2 separate regions of the Anser cygnoides genome follow, and region 1 is linked to region 2. Evidence: chromatin contacts called from public Hi-C data. All regions are on one chromosome and are shown on one strand. The core of a region is the stretch at or near the end of the contact, and the rest is flanking DNA. Distances in the headings are between cores, read along the strand shown.

Region 1 (6,758 bases), core at 646-3,145, 560 kb before region 2:
GATGTATGATTGCATTGTACCAAGAAAAGACTGCCTGGGGAAATGAGGCCTGTAAGTCTCTCTCTTTACTATTCCCTTCCTCGCATGATAGCAATATCAGGGTTCCCCCTGTATTCTCCACAGCTATAGGTAACCATACAGCTTGCCTCTCACGGCAGGCTGTGAGTGCTACCTGGCATCTGGGAGAATTTGCCTTGTGCACGAGGACCTTGAATGCTACTGAGGACTTGATGGGAAACTGCTCCAGACTTGAGATCCCCAGGGCAGATCTCTGGTGGTACTATGGAGGGAAGATCTTACGGTCCACCCTACCATCTAACTGGGGAGGCACTTGTGCACTTGTTCAATTAGCTATACCCTTCACCCTGGCATTTGAAAGTGAAACATCACAGATACCCAGAAGAAGTAAAAGAGGCTTTGGAATATCATTTGATGATAGAGTATACATAGATTCTATAGGGGTGCCTAGAGGAGTTCCTGATGAACATAAAGCCAGGAATCAAATTGCTGCAGGGTTTGAGTCACTGTTCTGGTGGGTAACAATTAATAAAAATGTGGATTGGATTAATTATATCTATTATAATCAGCAGAGATTCATAAACTATACAAGAGATGCGATAAGAGGAATCGCTGAACAACTAGATGCCACCAGCAAAATGGCTTGGGAAAACAGAATAGCATTAGATATGATTCTTGCGGAGAAAGGTGGTGTGTGCGTGATGCTGGGCAACCGTTGTTGTACTTTTATCCCTAACAATACTGCCCCGGATGGCACAGTAACTAGAGCATTGCAAGGGCTTACCACCCTTGCCAATGAATTGGCAGAAAACTCAGGAGCAGACACTTCCATCACAGGATGGTTGGAATCTTGGTCTGGTAAATGGAAAGGGATGGTAGTGTCCATATTTACATCCTTGATTGTAGTAGCAGGAGTTTTGACAGCCATTGGTTGTTGCATTATCCCCTGTGTAAGGGGACTTGTCCAGCGGTTAATTGAAACTGCACTTTTGAAACAAATGACCATGGATCCACCACCCTACTCAGATAAGATGATGATATTAGAGGAAATGGAAAGCAAAGAAAGGGAAGAAGAGGAAGACATCTACCAAATTACATCTTAGAGAAAAAAATTTTGCAAAAATCAACAAATTATAAAAAGAGAAAAGGGGGAATTGTGGGAAAAGAAATGTTGTTTTTGCAGTGTTACATTGTATAGAAGGAAGGAATGTGGTATTGAGATATGCTTACAGTGATAAGAAAGCTCAGCAGGTGACCTCTTAAAATGCAGACAACCAGACTCCTTAGAGCAATCAGGTGAAAATCACTATGTTAAGTCAAGCCAGATAAGGGGAGAAAACATTACCATCTCAAAAACAGGCCGGCAACTGAAGGCCAGGCATTGTCTGTGAAGCATCAGATAGATTGTGAACCTGGATTACCCACTCCAGTGGGGAAACAGGGGAGGGTCCTATCATCAAAAAGTATATAAACTGTGTTTTGGAACTAGTAGGTGCGCTCTCCTGCTTGTGGGGCGCCCGCCATTGCAATCGCGAATAAATTACTACTTCACTGAGATCCTCGCCTGAGCCTAAGTTATTGGCTACGGAGTGTTTCTCACAACTACTAAATTATTCACGTTCTCTTGCTGCTGTAAAACTTATCATCACCTCTAAAACAGTGCCGTCTGGAACAGATATTTAAATATTCACTGAAGCCATCGAGCTTTCCACTTTACGTTTACACGAAGCACTGCAAACAGCTTCTGCAGCACAGATCCCTGCTGCCTCACCTGAGCCCGAGTAATCCAACCCACAATTCTTAGCAGAAAACCTTCAAACATTAAGTATTAGCAGGCGTTCAAAGATTTGCTTTTTTCTTTAATTAAACAGCTTGCACAATGCAAGAAAACCTGTACCTAACTCAAACTAAATAGTCTAGAAAAAATGCAAACACAACCAGAGATTAAACCATTTGATCTTTGACCCACTTTTAAAGAAAGCAACAACGCCCTTGGGTGTCTCTGCAAAGAGGTCCACCCAAAAATGTTAGCACAGCACCTATTAATAGCATTCAGAGAAAGACACCGGGCAGAAATCACGAGAAACCTGCTTCCTCCCTGCTGAGGGCAGCGCCTCCAGGGCCGGGTCCTGGAGAATGCCCCGACCTCCGAGGACCTCCGTGGTAAAACCACGCGCTGAAGCATGCAGGAGAAAGCTCTTGGTGATCACCAAGGCCGCCAGCACTACGGACACCTTCACGGCACCAGCACCAGCTTAGGGTCAGGCACAGGAAGGCACTGAACAGCAAAGTGACATTGCTGTACAGCTGCTAGCTCTTACTCAATTAAAAAGTCAACATTTCTTCCACAAACGGGCTTCTATCCTTGGCACAAGCTCAGCATTTATTTACTACAATTAATTCCTTCATCACTCATGGCAATTAGGCTTCTCCATCTTCTCCACACAGCAGCTGATTGGTTTAATATCAGCAAAGCTTCGTCCCAGTTCTTCCAAACATCCTCGTTCTTCCCTGCAACCGGCAGCAAAGCCATTTGAACCGCCGCTTCCAGCCAATGTCCTCCAGCACGAACCTCCCACCCCACTCCTCTTCAAACGTTCTGCTCTTTCCGGCCCCTTAAAAAACAGCAACCCCCTTCCAAAAAAAAAAAGAAGAAAAAGAAAGAAATGCAACGAGAGAAACCAAACCCACCAAAGAAAACTTATTTCTCCTTGTGGTGGGAAGCCCAACACCGACGTTATCCTGTGCCTCAGCCCCCATCTACCTCTCCTCGCGGCGCCCACACCTCCTTCCTCGCACGTTGTCTCAACACACGACCTACTCTGCTCGCGGTAAGATGTCAGGTTTCCCTTCCACAGCGCCGACAGAGTATTTGGGTACGACCCTGCCTTCCCCAGTGCTCTCAGACCTCTCCAGACCAAATCCCAGCACCCTCGCAGGGGTGCTGTGGTCAACAACGACCGATCTCAAGCATTACCTTCCTGAGAAATGTTTGTTCATTTTCTTCAGCCCCGAGGACCGCGTAGGATTTCTGTTGGGCTGATACCAAAAGGTTCTTTAACACAAGCCTGCAAATCAAAGTGCTTCTGCTTAGAACCTGCTAGAAAACAGCAAGTCAGGTCATTCTGCAAGGTGATCAGCCAAAGGCTGGGTAAAGTTCTTCTGAGCTTAAATGGCCGGAGGTTGGGTTACTTCATAATAATGAACTGCATAATTAACTGCTGAGGCATTCCTTCCCTTTTGTGCTGATTGAAATCAAATAATTAAAACTGCTGCAAACGGTGAGGGCCCTTTGCACGTGGTTTTAGGGAAGCCGCTCACTAGCTACAGCCAGCCGTGCCTTCACAACTGATGTTCCTCAGAAGCAAGTTCACTGGAGGCAGGCAAAGCTTCATCAACTATTTCAGACCTCCTAATATTGTTGGTAATTCGAAAACTGGAACAATTCAGCCAACTCTAGATAGAAATAACTGATAGCTACTGGTGCTGCAAGTACCAACACCAGAAAGCACCAGCCATTTGCGAAATAAAAGCCTCTCCACCTCCTCCTTCGCGTTAACCCGTGGCGATATGGCTGCAAGGGGCTCGGCAGCACCCGCACTTCATCCAAATAACAACAGCAGCATTTTTTTTTCGTTTTTTTAATTTTTTTGCTGTTTTGCAAACTAGCTCAGCTGAAGGGGAGACACCTAACATTGGAGCCAAGTAGTTAAAAAGACACGTTTCTCCTCTGACAGGCAGGAACGAGCAGCGGTAACCGTGGCAAAGGGCTGGAAAAGGAAGACCCGGGGCTGGCTGCCCTGCCCTGCGCGCGCCCCGCAGGCGGCAGGGGCCGAAGCAGCCCGGCCGTGCGGGAGGGCCGTGGCCGGCAGGAGCTGTGAGCGAGGGAAGGACACCGACACCACCACGCTGCGGTCACCGCGGCACATCACGAGCACCCTCTTCAACACGGGAACAGCAGCCCGGTAATTTGTCGTTGCTTTAATCGGGAATCACCTTTTACATAGCTCCTGTGGCCGAAGCGTACACCAAACACGCTGGATGAGGCCCTGAGCAGCCCTGTCTGACCTGACCCTAGAGCGGCTTTGAGCAGGAGGCTGGATCACCGACTGCTTTGGGTTGGAAGGGGCTCTAAAGCCCCCCCAGCCCCCCCCTGCCACGGGCAGGGCCCCCTGCTCCCTGCCCAGGGGACTTGGGCTTGGGCACTGCCAGGGAATGGCTGGAGGGCATGAATTTGCCCATGACCCTGAACTTGCCCATGATCCCATGCCGTGCTGATTTCTGCAAGCACCTTCTGTCCACGTTCCTGCAGAAGCCCGACCTGCCAACAAACGCTCCCCCAGGAGGGGCTCTCCGGCGGGCAGCAGCCTTGCCTGGCTCCCAAGGCTCGCGGCCGGCACTGCGCCGGGAGGGCTCCCACGTCCCCGGTGGGCGAACGAACGGCGCAGAGCGTGCGCTCACCGGGAACGCGCGGCGCTGGGAGCCCACGTCCGCCCCCGCTCCCCGCGCCCACCCTGGTCACAGGCGGCCACGGACACCTCCGTCGGAAAGAGCTCGCACGCAGTGCGAGCCGGCTCTGCACTGTCGTCCCATTCATCGCCCCAGAAGAGCTCTCACGGCTCTTGCGGCTTCCTGCCCGAATTGCTTCATCCTCCGGGCCGGCAGCGAGAGCTCCTCGGGTCAGCAGCAGCAGCGCCGGGAGCGGGGCCGCACCATCGCCGCACGGAAGCGAGATTTAATCAAGGAAGTGATCAAATGTTTTCTCTAAGGGTTGCAAATTATGAAAGAAAATATGGCACCATACGCAGTGCTGTTCCCTTTTCTAGACTCTGCTTTGTGGCACAAATGTAAGGTGACTTTTTTTGTACATACAAGCATTTTTATGAACACAAGTTATGCTTTCCCCATACCTTTTGACCGATTTCTATTAAAAAAGCTTGGTAACTTCCGTCTCTCCAGAGCCACAAGAACAAAAACCAACACACCACGCAGATTTTTCCTCTAGAGACCCAGCCCAAGGGATGCATTCCAGGATCGAAAAAAAAAAAGGGGGTGATTCCTAAAATATTTTCAGAGTTACGAGTGCATTAGTAATTAATTGTAATTCACAGAACGTATGAGAGCCGGGGAGGGACTTTGGCAGGGCTGGGGGCTGCGGCCGAGCTGGAGCCCCGGCCTCGCTCCTCCAAGGGCAGAGCAGCAGAGGGAGCAGCGTCGGCCCCTGTCCTGCCCCCGACCAGCACCCCGGGCTGCGCAGACCCCGAGCACAGTATCACAGCTGGACATTATTGTGGGCCTGCAGCCTGAAAGCCCACGAACTCTGGTGCTGTTTGCTTGTTTGTGTTATTTTCCAGCTGCCCCGCGGAGCTGGCGCCACGCAGGCAGAAGCAGGGGCAGGCTCCCCGCGGACGCGCACCGAGCCGGGCAGCGCTCCCAGCGCCAACGCCCAACCTTCCTACGCCCAAAGCGCATGGAAAGCCGCAGCGGTAAATATTCCTCGCACGATACGCATCTCCCAGGCCTTACTGGCAGATTGCTAACAACAATGCTGGCAGAGGTAAAGAAACCTGCTCCTGGAACACCGAGCCTCCGGCCAGCGGCCAGCTCGGGGCAGCCACACCTGCGCAAAGCAGAGCTGGGATGTGCAGCGGGATCCCGCAAGCTGGCAAAACTTCACTGACGGCAGCAGAGTTCAGGGGTTAGCCCTCGACGTGCACCTTGCTTCGCAACGCCTGTCGTTCCTGTAGGACGGTGTTCTGGGGAACGACAGGCGGTGAAAGGTGCCCTGCCCGCAGCGGGGGCTGGGCCGGACGGTCTTTAGGTCCTTTGCAACCCAAACCCTCCGGCGCTCGGCGATTCTACACCGAGCACTCCAGCACGGCGAGGAGCAGCTGGGCACACGCGAAGGCAGGAGGAGCACGGCCCCTGCCTGGCTCCGGTCCCTGCGGCTGGCCCCGGATCAGCACAGGGCGGCCACCGCACGGCCAGCGGCAGCCTCGCAGATACGCTGGAGGGCAGAAACCCAGTTAGGGCTGGGGAGAAATCCGCGTCTGTCTGACAGCCTGGAACGGGCGCGAGGCGATGCTTCAGGCGGCTCAGCCCACGGCATGCTGCCTGAAACGCTGGCTGCTCTGCACCGTGATGCAAAACTAATTATTATTTTTAAAAAGCAAAAGAAAAAATTGCTGAAAGTCAGGAAACCACATAATGAAGGTTGGTGAGTCATTCTTGCCTGAAAAATTTGAGATGCCAAAGAAAGCTAAGAAGAAATCAAATGAAAACCACAATTTCTGCCATTCCACCTAATTTTCCTTCAACCGCTGCAGTGGCGCTTGCCCAAAGGCAGGGATTTCCAGTCCTCAGCTCCTGGGACTCTGGTAAGTGACACAGACCACAAAAAGACATCGGGAACATGAAGAGCTCAAGGCACACAAATAATCTCAGAGCAAAGATGCTGGCAGCTTTCCGAAGGTGGAAGAGGAATGCATAATTTCCATCTTGCTCTCAGAGCACTTACAGATAGATACCTAAAACCCCTCATACAAGCGTGTTTCGTATTTGTACTACTCAGGCAGGATACTAAACACCAGACGAGACCAGACCAGCACCTAACGCAAGCCTAGCCCAAGTTACCCCCAAAGGAGAGCACGATGCTACAGCCCCCAGTGCGGAGTACCGACTCCATGGGGGAGTTAAGCAGGACTCCCCCCGTTGCAGCTCGTGCGCATCGCTCCCACCCC
Region 2 (6,170 bases), core at 362-2,861:
AATCCCTCTGGCATGTGGGTGGCCGGTGCCATTCCCCCTAAGCCACTCTTACTGCAATCTCCCCAGAAGCTGGGTTTGCTTTGGTGGCTAATCCATGAGGAATGGGACCAGCTGGAAGGAGAAAGGAGCTTCTCTTGAACGGGCTAAGTCAGGGGGTAGGGAGCAAGTGAGCTGGCGTGTAGGTGCTCCTCGTGCAGCTCAGCATTGGGCTTCAAATCCACAACCAGTGATGGACACTTTGGGGTCACTTTTAGGAGTTATAGATAATACACAGCAGATGATATCTGGATTGCTCGTAGAAGACTGCTCCAGGGAACCCTTGCTCATGCTCATGCATATATGAGGTGTGAGGTTTTGCAGCATCTCCAGCTTTTTCTTCTGCAATAGCTTCCCCTTTGAAAAGCCGAGTTTTCTCATCGGAACTTGTCTGCATCTGGCAGATCCAGAGCCCCTCTGGATGCTGGCTTTTTCTCGCTTTCACGCATTTCCTCCAGATGCTCCTTGCAAATAGAAATAAATACTCAGCTCTTTAGAAGTAAATACTCAGCAAAACTCCAGCCTTTTTCTCGGTCTTTCCTTCTGCCCAAGCCTCAGAGAAGTCCAGGGCTTCAATCAGAAATATATAAATGGTTTAAAAAACCCAAATTAGGAAAACTCTGGCTTGGGATCACCTTCCTCCAGCCTGCTGTCGGCAGGTGTTTCTCTGCAGACTCGGGCACTGTGTTTGCAGAAGGAAAGGCAGCTCCCTGGTGGGAAAGGATTTTCACACCTCACTCCTTGTCTTTCCTCCTACCCTTGGGTCTCCAGCTGCTTGGAGGAGGGTGTGTTTCCTTGCTAAGCACACAGGAGGTGGTGTTAAAATAGAAAATCCCCAGCCAGGACACCAGACATCACCGTGCTGTGGCACATACCACATCTGTTTGTCTCCCTGTAAGGGACTGCAAAGCATCTTTGCTGTCTGGCACGATCCAGATGAGAGGATCGATTATTCAACATGCTGCCTAAAACCTTCCAGGGAACAAGTTAAACATGAAAAGCCTTGTGTGGTGGTTGCCTTGCGTGTCCTTGAGCTGATCTGCACTCACCCCGGTAAAACCGCCAGCACAAACAAATGCAGAGTTCACGTGGCTGGCGGTTGCAATAAGCAAGGGCAGGAGCTGCGGCGAGGCTCAACGAGGCTTCGGTTTTTGCACGGAGCAGGAGAGCTTGGGAAGCAGCAGGAGCGTGGTGGCAGCGGGGGGCTGCAGGGTCCTGACCCAGATGCTCCAGAGCCCTTGAAGATGAAACCCTGCGAGGGGCGGCTCTGATTGCACATGGCCTCATCGTTGATGTAATTTGCTGAGGTTGGAGATCTCAGCTGCAAGGCCTCCCCTCTCCTGCTGCAGCCTCTGCATTCCCTTCCCTCTGCTCTGCGGTGCCTTCCCCTCTCGCAGGTGATGGTTCCACCTCAGCCCACGCAATGGAAACTCTCTCGGTCCTGAGGTTGTGACGGTGGTGCTCACAACCACAAAAGTCTCGTGGGGACAGTCCCTGCCCTGCGCAGGGGTGATGTGCTGCCTCTGGCAAGCTGCGGGAATATCCGCATCCTCTCTGAGAAGCAGCCACCCATAACAGGCAGACCCCCCCTGCATCTTTTGGGGTGGCATGGAGGGTGCCACACTGCAGTCAGGACTTTTCTCCCTGGAGGTGGGGTGAGCACTCCCGTCTCCGTTTCGGTACGGCCAGGCGAGCTCCAAGCCCTTCCCCACGCCTTGCAGTGCTGGGGCAGGTGAGGAGCCTCCAAAAAGGCTCCAGCATCCCCTTGTCACAAACCTGGGGACCTGGGTGTCACCCTGTTCAGGTCAGAGGGGGATGGGGATGGGTCCTGGAACCTGCCTGGTCCCTCAGCACCCCTGGTCATGTCTCAGCTTTCAGCACAGATTTTCTGTTTGTTCTTCTAAATTCTGTACTTCTTAGTAACACGTTTCCTTTTATCTTTGATTCTGGGGTGCTCTCTGCCATGTGTCACCCCTGACACATCCCATTACAAGAATCACTGGGCTGGGCTGATCTCATTTTCACTTTCTTTTAGCTCGGTGGTGCAAGATGGATGCAGCTTTGGGGCGCAGCCACACATCCGTTTCCTCCCTCGGTCTTGTTCCAAGGAGGGGACGATGTGTACACAATGCCTTTTCCTCATGCTGTGTTATAAAACGTCTTCCCACCCACATTTTCTGAACCAGCTTCCCGTCTAACACAGGCACACTCACAAGCACACTGACACTGTTCCTGTTTTACCACTGCTGAGTGTAAATTGTCTAGAAATTCAGCAGTAAGAAGACAAATAACGGGATATTTGCTGGCATTTGGTCTCCCCGCTGGGCTTTAATTTGCTGTGTTGCATTTGCCGTTATTTACTGAAGCTCTGCCGAGCCCAGTGCATGCTGTCCCTCGTTCAGCTAACAAGAGCTGTGCCGCTATGAATAAAGGCATTAGGACAGGGTCATGTCCCCAGGAGCAGGACGTGACTGGGGTGTCACCGACCTTGTCCCCTGCTGTCACAGCCAGGATCATTGTGCAACTCCCAGAGAAATCAGTCGTGTTTGGGAGGTTTGGGGGTACTTCTGCTGCCCTGGTGTCAAAAAATGGTTGGTTTGGGGATAGAGGGAACATCTTAAGCCGTGCTGCAGAGGTCTATGAGATAACCTAAGGAAGCTCGGTACAGATGGGGCTTAATCCCCGACCACAGCCCCCTGCATCACAATGCTTGAGGTTGGAGGCACCTCTGGCTCCTTCTGGTCCAATGCCCTGCTCGAGGAGGGACAACCAGAGCCACGTTGGCTTTTGAAGATCTCCAAGGGGGAGACCCCAGCACGTCTCTGGGCAGGCTCCACAACCACTCTGCAGGTCTCTGGGGCTGGTGATGAGGTGTTGGGCAAGCAAGGCTGTAATTAATTGCAATTTTGTGGGTTCTGAGGACAAACCCTTCATTCAAAGCTGGAAGACTATCAGCTGATGGATCTGCCCATCAGACCTGCTCACACTTGCACCTCGCTGGTCTCCTGAACCCTGCTGCTGAGCATGGAAAGTCCCTGCATGCTTCATGGAAGGAGCAAATTTCTTGCGAGTCTACTTGCAGGCACATGAGGAAGCAATTTTCTGCTTCGTCAAGGCACAGCGCTGGTTTGAAGGTCTTCGTGTGAGGGCCAGCAACATCATCTGTGGTGATAGATCCTGCCACCTCTGCTGTCACCCTGGGTCCTTGCAGTGGTTTAATCTCCCTGGAAAATGAGTTTCACACTCCCGTGATTTGGGGGAGAAAAGGGGAAATGTGCCACTGAGAGCTCCAACGGAGAAGCCTTTGGTACAATAAATATCTCACTGGGCTGAGATAGCAGCTCTGCAGTGTGCTGGGGGTGCAAACGTGTGCAGGGGCTGTGCATGAGAGCAGCTGCAGGCACAGGCACGGCTCCTTCAGACAGCCTCCAGACAGCATCCCCTGCTCGCAAACAGCATTACGTGACACTCATTAAGCTCACCATATAAACATAGCTTGTTGTGCAAACACAGCTCAGGATAACTAATTGAGATAGGTGGGATGGCTGTGTTTGTAAACGGTGCTGGTGTTCTGCATGCACAGCATCTGCCAGAGCCTCCTCCAGCAGACCCGGGGCTGTTTCTTTCATTGCAATGCTGCGGACATGGCACGGGTGCTTGCAAAAAGGCCTTGCAAAATGCTTTTCTGGAAAGGCTCTTACTCACCCCCAGCAGCTGCAAGAGGCACCGGAGCCGTCCCTGCTCCCATCACCATGAAAACCAAGCACAGTGGCTGCAGGCAGGCTGGGGGCCCAAGGCACTGTATAGAGGGAGGTGGTATCTGTTCCCTGGCTTGTTCTTGGGGAAACTGAGTCTTACAGATTGGAGCAGCTTGCTGGGAGCTGGTCCCGGTCCTGTGCCATGGCTGCTCTGGGAGAGCCTTTGAGTCAGCCCCTGCAAAATCACGGGGTGGCACTCTGAGATTTGTTATTTCTCACCATTTCCCATCACGTTACCCATGCATGCTCCTGTGCAGAAGCCCATGGTTACATGTGTAGGGCTACCAGGAGCAGGGCTGCAATAACAATTCCTGGCTGTGCATCCTCTTCCTGGCCCCTGGAGGGTGCTCAGGCTGGCTGAAGACCAGATAGAAGCGAGTCCCCACCACCCAAACCCTGCTAGGTTTTGCCCTTTTTGCTTTCCCCTCTCCTCACTCTGACGTGGGTTTGTCTTCCGGTGTTTGCTGTCCCTTCCCTGCTCCCTTCCCTGCCACCCCCACCTGCAGGATCGTAGCACGCTGCTATCAGCAGTTTGGGTTTTTCAGTTGTCTTATCTGCCTTCATCTTTGGACTGGTTGTTGCCCTTTGTAGATAAAAAGGTTTTTTTCTGTTTCATTTTATTCTTAAAGAGTCGTTATTGGTAAACAGTTTCTAAATGCAATAGCTTTCTCTCATTTTGAACTGCTGGAAAACTTTGCAGCATTTCAGGCCTCCTTCCCCTTGGGGGTCTCAGTGGCTCACCGTGTTTAATAGGCAGCACACACTGCAAGGGAATAGGGAAATGCAAGTAGGACACCTTGCTGAAGGTGAGATGAAGGTGTGTATGGTGGGACAGAGTCAGACTTGGCTGTGCATCCGCCAAAATACTTCTACAGACCACAGGATCCCCTCTTTGCACGTAGATCTGAGTGTATCTTTGGTGATGTGGACTTGCAAAGACATTGAGGTAGCCAGGGAAAGAAGGGCATTAAGCCTATGGTGGTTAACAGCTCCGTGACCGTGCCCATTGCCAGAAATCTGGGCTCATCTTTGCCACCCTGGCACCCTGTTTCATCCTGCTGTGTCGCCCTTGATCTTTCGGGAGGTTCCAGCAGCAAACTCAGAGGCTGTAAATAATTCATCACGGTGCTGCTCCGTGAGACAGGCAATATCGGACGCCGAGGTCCGGAGACAGGCGGGTGCTTTTGCTCCTGCACTGCTTAACTCTCCAGGGGTTCGGGGGAGCTTTTCACGGATGCTTTAATTTATGATCAGATTTACTTTATTGATCCCATCCTGTATTTCGCTGTAGCAATATCTTGTCTCTTGAGATGGGGCTGAGGGCAGAGATTGCTTTTTGCAGAGGATGCCAAGAAGCTTGTAAGTCAGAGGCATGCAGGTCCCGCTCTTGAATTTACCTCTCCTGTGCAGTGCATTTGAGGGCTGTATAAGCACTACAATTAAGACAGCTTCTTCTTGCTCAAATTTACATCGACCAGTACATTTGTTAATTTGTCTGAGGTTATGATACCTGCTCCTTTGCTTCTCATGTCAGGGAAAATAGAATTATACAAAAATAATAATGTAAAGCCTTTCACCCTGTTTGCTGCAGAGCTTGCAGATGCCACTCTCACTGAGATGGAAACATCTATTAGGTTGTACTGAACAACAAGCCCAAGCCTAATGGGTTTAACATGCCTGCAAACAATGCAGCTTCCTGAGCAGGAAGTCTGGGTACTAAAAACCCCACAAAGACATCGACCTGCAGCACATCACTCACTCCAAAGAGTGGGGAGGGTGGTGCTGGGTGTAGGAACTGGTCCGAAAGGAGGGAGGTCAGCGGCGTAGGGAGTGGGCGATGGATTCCCATGGATTTGTGTTGCTTTGTGCAGTTAGATTTAGGTGGTTGTGCAGCCAGAAAGCGAGCGTGGGAAGGATGCTTCCAGGTGTGATGCAAAAACAGCGGGTGAAAATGAGAGGGAGGAGAGGAGAGGTTTAATCCAACTGAGCCACCATATGGAGGGATGGCCTGCCTGTGCCTCCTGCCTCTAAGCCCATAGGGGGGCCCCCAAACCCACCGTTTTTAGGCAGAAAAACGACTGTCTGTAGCTTGCTGTTGGGAAGGCAGTTCTGCAAAGCAGCGACTCCAAAGCTGCCTGGACTCTCGCACACCCCTCGGTGCACCTCACCTGGTGCAGGCAGCCGGAGATGAAACCAGTTTGAGGCCAGGAGGACACCTGGCAGCATATCAGTGCTGTGCTGCAACCGGTGAGCCTGGTCTTGCCTTGCTGCGATAGTCGTGTCCAGGCAGGTCCCTCATGCTTGGCCAAGCTCTGCTCCGGCACCATTCGGGAGCTGAGACAAGGCTCACCCATGTTCTTCCTCTCCTTCCTGTCT

Evidence for each region. A called contact is a pair of places that touch in the nucleus more often than the background predicts.
Region 1: a contact with region 2 is called in a Hi-C map of liver, with 6 times the contacts expected there. The contact joins two enhancer-like sites. A contact is called at or near these places in 2 of 7 Hi-C or Micro-C datasets (both in liver).

Annotation. Positions count from the first base shown.
Region 1 is chr1:212,129,583-212,136,340 of Taihu_goose_T2T_genome, reverse strand. The region is part of intron 2 of STIM1 (stromal interaction molecule 1); the gene reads right to left. Among named protein-coding and RNA genes, the nearest start is that of STIM1, 28 kb to the right of the region's middle. Within about 2 kb of position 1,895, at least 2 of the 3 cell types and tissues checked have open chromatin away from gene starts, as enhancers often do. A contact at or near this core is called in liver, where this site is marked.
Region 2 is chr1:211,574,047-211,580,216 of Taihu_goose_T2T_genome, reverse strand. The region is part of intron 1 of SLCO2B1 (solute carrier organic anion transporter family member 2B1); the gene reads left to right. Among named protein-coding and RNA genes, the nearest start is that of SLCO2B1, 7.1 kb to the left of the region's middle. Within about 2 kb of position 1,611, at least 2 of the 3 cell types and tissues checked have open chromatin away from gene starts, as enhancers often do. A contact at or near this core is called in liver, where this site is marked.